Linked DNA regions of Mus musculus: region 2 is linked to region 1. The links are chromatin contacts, called in public ChIA-PET maps. All regions are on one chromosome and are shown on one strand. The core of a region is the stretch at or near the end of the contact, and the rest is flanking DNA. Distances in the headings are between cores, read along the strand shown.

Region 1 (2,667 bases), core at 63-2,562:
GACCTTCCTGGGTGAGTTTTCTAGAATAGTAGAGGCATGGTGATATGGCAGCTGGGAAATAGCAGATTAAACAGAAATCTCCAGTCTTTGGTGCTATACTCTTTTTAGGAGACCTAGAAAGTGCCAGATTCCACTTTTCAGTTGAATAGACCTTGTGTGTGTGTGTGTGTGTGTGTGTGTGTGTGTGTGTGTGTGTGCACGCGCGCACACGTGTGCAGTTACTAATATCATTGTAATATAGTGTGCCAAGCTCTGTCCCAAAACTGAATGGACTTTAGTTCTACCATGAATTAAACCAGTAATGAGTACTTTCATCTCTGATTCAGACATTATCTACTAGATTTGATAGCTACTGACCACTCAAGACTCCTTTGCTTAGGATGAAATACTTACACTCTCTGGACCTCAGGATTCTCTTTGATCCATTGTTCATCACAATAGCTCCATATAGTGAGGTCTGTATGGCTCGCGTGCTAAGGACTTCACATGAGGGAACTCCTATGTCTACAGCAAACTTAATGCAGATGGCCTGAAACTTAGGTTAAGGGACTTAACTAAAGTCAAAGAGCATTGACTAATTCCAGAGCAGAGAATTAAAGCACGTCTTTGCACCAGTGTAGTTTGGGCTCTATGCCACTAAGGCCCATCCTGGCTTTCATATTGTAGCACTCCAGGGCCTTGAAGACTCATATAAAGATAGCTTGAGGGGGGGAATGGCAAGGTAGGTTGGTGGGTAAAGTCACCTACTACCAAACCAGATGACTTTGTGTGGTCCCATGGGACCCATGGGGTGGAAGGAAAGAACCAGAGACTCCTACAAGTCAGAGTGTACAAGCTTCACATGCACACAGTCACACCGAGACACACTTCATAAAGAAGTATAAAAACAATGATGATAGACGCTCCCAAACCTGCTTAAGCAGAAAAGGTTGCTGGAGTAAAAAGGGGTAGAAAGGATGAGAGTCGCCACACTGCCGAAAACACGGAAGAAACATGAGCAAAGCTTCTGAAAGCAAAATGCCATCGTCAGTGGCTCAGAGCTCATCACCCAACTATGTCAAGGTACTAGGAAGCTAAGTGCAGCCTCTCTTTCCAGACTGCACTGAGCCATCACTGTCCCTTCTCTCGGGATGGCATCGCGATGGCCATTCAGCCAATGGCTTCACACAGCAGACAGAGCCACCCAGTAAGGGTCTTCAAAGCTGCTGCATGGGAAGTCACCTCACCTTTGCAACTTTTCTACTCTATGCAGGTGTCAGCCACAGCTAGAGGAGCTGTGACTTTCACTTTAGCCAAGATGCTCCGTGGATACACACGCACGCTGGCACCCACAGTGTGCTCACTCAGAGATAGGGTGTCTTGGTTTCCTCTGCTTACACAACTGAAGCTGCCTGGGGACACTTTTATTTAGATGGCTCATCGGCCACAAACTGTTTCGTTACGTGTTGCCTGGCTCCCTTCACTTCCTGCACATTCTCTTGAGCAGATAGTTCATCTCCTTATCTCAGAGAACTATTTCCCCAAGTGTAGCCCTGGAGTTAGGAGTGTTGATACCATCGAGGCTGGTAAGCATGAAACCACCCTTTTGGTAATTGTTGGAGTGGTGCTTTTTTTCATGTTTGCTTCATGAAGAGATGATGTGGTTAGATTTGAGTGGGGCCTTGCTGAGGGTGTCATCTGTGCCTGGGGTTACCCACATCGTCACGTGGTTCACTTCTTTGTGCAGCACGATGATCTTATCTTATGGGTTGCACCTCTGCATGACACTCCAAGCTCCTTCTAGCTTTTGTGTGTGCATGCCCATGCAAATGTGGGCACTGGGCCTGTGTGGGGGGCTTACTCAAAGCAGCTGCTCACCGGTGGGTGCTTTAGTCATTAATGTATAATGGGAACTGGTCAATTGGGGGCCTCTCCAGCTGTGCTTAGAAAGTCAGGTTTACCTGACTTTTTCTCTTGAAATTTGCCTGAATTAGATATAGTTTTTCTAAGTTTCGAACGTGGTAATTCCTTTGTTCTCTCTCTATTCTGGGAACTGACCACTCAGAGTGCAAAGGTGAATACAACAGAGCAAATATCCTTAGGAGACTCTCAATATAGTAACACACACACACACACACACACACACACACACACACACACACACACACACTGGGAGGAGTGGGAAAGAAAGGTGGGAAGGGAGGGAGGAGAGATGACAAATATCTAGAATCTAATTCAGGAAGGGCCAAGGAGATACCAGGATCTGTGGGAAGACAGACTAGGACCAGAAGAGACCCTGTGAGGAGCAAGAGGCATATCAAGCCCATCTTCAAAGTCAAGAACAAGCTCACCACTTCAAAAATAGAGAAAATGTTCCCAGAAAAGGCCAGAAGAAAAGAAGCATATGAAGGCGGAACTATTTGGCTTGTTTGTATGTCCCAAATAGAGCAGCAGGCCCAGCAGCAGGCTGCACAAAGCTCACTGGCTCCTCTGGCATGGAAATTTGTGTATTTTCCTGAGGTGTGTGCTTTAAAAATTAATCCAAAGCTTAATTTGTGAGTTCATCAGAAACTCCAGAACATCCGAAGGAGATTTGGGGGAACTTTGTTCAGCCTGGCCACTGTTCCATGGTTCTGACATGTCTTTCCCTTCACGCAGCATTCAAACCTGCGAATTCTCCACCCCACG
Region 2 (2,667 bases), core at 77-2,576, 91 kb after region 1:
AGTTGTCCCTCTATAAAGTGACATTTTTGGGCCCACAGATTCAACCAACCACAGATTGAAAATATTTGGTCAAGTGTTGTGTGTGTCCTGAACACATACCAACCTTTGCTTCTTCTATTTGTTGCTTAAACAATATAGTCTAACATCTACTTAACATTCACACGTAGTGGGCATTAGAAGTAGTCCAGAGAGTCTTCTATGAGAGGCTTAGGCATCCTTGGGGTCCTAGAGCCTCCCCTCGCTGATCCCGCGATCCACTGCTGTCTGTAGAGTTCCTGTCATTTCAGAAATCTGCTATTTGCCTTTGCCAAGAAGCCATTGCCAAGGGGGATATCAGCCAGCTTAATCAATGAGATGGTTAACAAACAATAATACTTTTCATTGGTGTGATGATTCAACTCTAGTCATGGCTGGTAGTACTTATTGTAACATCTCTTCTTATAGTGGAGAATGAATACGGGGCCATGAACAATGGCTTTGAATTCTAGTCTTGTCATTCACAAACATGAATTGACACAGAGTTATACAATGGCTCTGGGCTTAGTTTCCCTGGCTGTAAACTAGCGGTGGTTGAAATCTCTGCTTTCACTGCAGTTATGAGATTCAATATTTTTAGGAGTGTATGGAGGGAGCAGAGGATGCCCTCAAGTGTCACACTCAGGTGCACCATGCCCTTCCTTTGAGATGGGGCCTCTCATTTCCCTAGAACTCACCAGGATAGATTCACTGGCCAAGAAGTGTGGAGGATTTCCCAGCACTTGGCTGATAGAGCAGTCAGGACCACACAGAGCTTTTTATTTGGGTACTGGGGATCTAAGCTCAGGTCTTCATATTTGCAAAGCAAGCACTTTAGCCACAGAGCAGTCTTTCCATCCCCGATTGTGAGACTTAATAGCAATAACAGATGAAGAGTGGCGGGGTCAGGGTTTATTCCCAGCCCTCCTGGCAAAGCAAGGTGACTATTTTCATATTTACCCCCAACTGGGACCTGAGCACTTGGGGCCAAGACCACCTCAGCTGATAAACCCAGCTCTGACAGATTTGTGTTCAATAATTATCTGTTGGCTGAATGGATAAACTAGACAAAAGGATGAGTGAAAACCAATTGTTTAAAGAGAAATGAAAAAGGAAATGTCATATCTACTTTCCTGGATAAGAAAGCCCAGACCCAGAGAACTAAAATGGTTAAGGGTGGTATAGAGCTAACTAACACAGGACTAATACATCTCCCTTCTCCCCCACCGAACCCCCACATCACCATCACCCTCCTTTGTAAACCTCTGGCCTTTGGCAGGCTCCTGGACTGCATTTTTCAGAGCTGCTGTCACATAGTTTAGAAAACCGGAAACAATACTTGCCTCTGCTTTTATGGCCGAGGCTTCTAGAGTAAAAAGCCAAGGCAGCCTTTAAATGTTTCATTTTTATAAGGGGCCATAAAGAAAAGCAAAAAAAAAAAAATCATAAATCCAGATCTCAAACACCTTAGACCACCCTCGGTCAGCTGGACATAGCTTCAGAAAATAGACGGAAGTTTCTCGAAGTTTCTTTCTTTGGATGCAGGAAGTGTGTTTGCTCGGTCGGTGGTGACTCACCGTGCCTCCTGCACCAGGCATGGAGACAGAACCTTGCTTATTTATTGTGCGCCTCTTTTCAGTTTACAAGGTCAGACTGGATGTTAGGGCTGTTTCCCCAGCATCGCTCTACTGACCGACTTCACTCTAATCCCCTGAAGTCACTTAAATCAAGGAGAGGCGGTGGGGGCGGGGACCCATCAGAGAGCACCAGTGACTGCCTCCCGCCCGCCCGCCCGCCCGTTGTTCTCGGAGGCAAATTAATTTGACGCTGTTATGCCTGTTATGTAAGTGTGATCGTCCCCTCTAATCACATCACAGGACTGAGAGCTGCCAGAAATAACAGGAGGGAACATTCGAGATATCAAAGGGGAGACACTAAAATAGATTGTTTATTTAGGTACCGAATGGAAACGCTATTATTGGGAGATGCAAAACAACCCTCCTCTCACACATCCTTGCTTCACATACTGTGCCTCCAAGAGATATGAAATCAGTGCTTCCGATGGAGTAGGAAGTGAGGGGAACTGGGGGTGTCAACGTAGCGGTGGCTTTGTGGGTGTCTGCCATTGCCTTCTGCACCTGCCTCTTCTGTGAAGCTTCTCTCATGGTCCAAAGTTCTTTCTTTGTATCCACCTCAGCCCCGGTCTGACTCTCCTTACACTATTCCATTGCCACCCTGCTTCCCCTTGTTCTTCCCCAAGTCCAGCCGAGATGCTACTCATCAGGAGAAGTTCAAAATATATGGCATCCCCATCTTTTAGTACATGCTAGGTATCTGTTTCTCTTCCCCAAATTCTTTTCCTGTTCCCTCTTGGGCAGGAGTTCAAGTAAGGAGATATACCTTGGAGTGATGGCTCATTGTGGTCTACAATGTGCTGTGTGTTGGGGTTGGGGGGAAGGAGACGGCAGGGATGTAGGGGGTGCACTATGTGTGTGTGTGTGTATGTGTGTGTGTGTGTGTGTGTGTGTCTTCAGGGTGTGTTTATGTGTGGGTAGTGCATGCATGCAGAGGTCAGCATAGGATATCTTAATTGTTTCTCTAAGAAATAGTCTTTCTTTGAACCTGGAGCTCACTGATTCTGCTGTGTTATCT

The links. ChIA-PET counts read pairs in DNA pulled down with a chosen protein or histone mark.
Region 2: an RNA polymerase II ChIA-PET map of memory CD8 T cells shows a contact between it and region 1, with 198 read pairs. The contact joins two enhancer-like sites. A contact is called at or near these places in 10 of 484 Hi-C or Micro-C datasets (CD4 T cells, CD4 single positive thymocytes, CD8 T cells and 6 more) and 4 of 115 datasets of contacts at active chromatin or transcription factors (CD8 T cells, effector CD8 T cells, heart atrium and 1 more).

What each region holds. Positions count from the first base shown.
Region 1 is chr9:69,033,084-69,035,750 of GRCm38.p6, forward strand. The region is part of intron 1 of Rora (RAR-related orphan receptor alpha); the gene reads left to right. Among named protein-coding and RNA genes, the nearest start is that of Gm31262, 210 kb to the left of the region's middle. Within about 2 kb of position 1,313, at least 55 of the 459 cell types and tissues checked have an H3K27ac peak or open chromatin away from gene starts, as enhancers often do. A contact at or near this core is called in CD4 single positive thymocytes, CD8 T cells, Th1 cells and 3 more, where this site is marked.
Region 2 is chr9:69,123,880-69,126,546 of GRCm38.p6, forward strand. The region is part of intron 1 of Rora (RAR-related orphan receptor alpha); the gene reads left to right. Among named protein-coding and RNA genes, the nearest start is that of Gm46153, 180 kb to the right of the region's middle. Within about 2 kb of position 1,327, at least 116 of the 459 cell types and tissues checked have an H3K27ac peak or open chromatin away from gene starts, as enhancers often do. A contact at or near this core is called in CD4 single positive thymocytes, CD8 T cells, Th1 cells and 3 more, where this site is marked.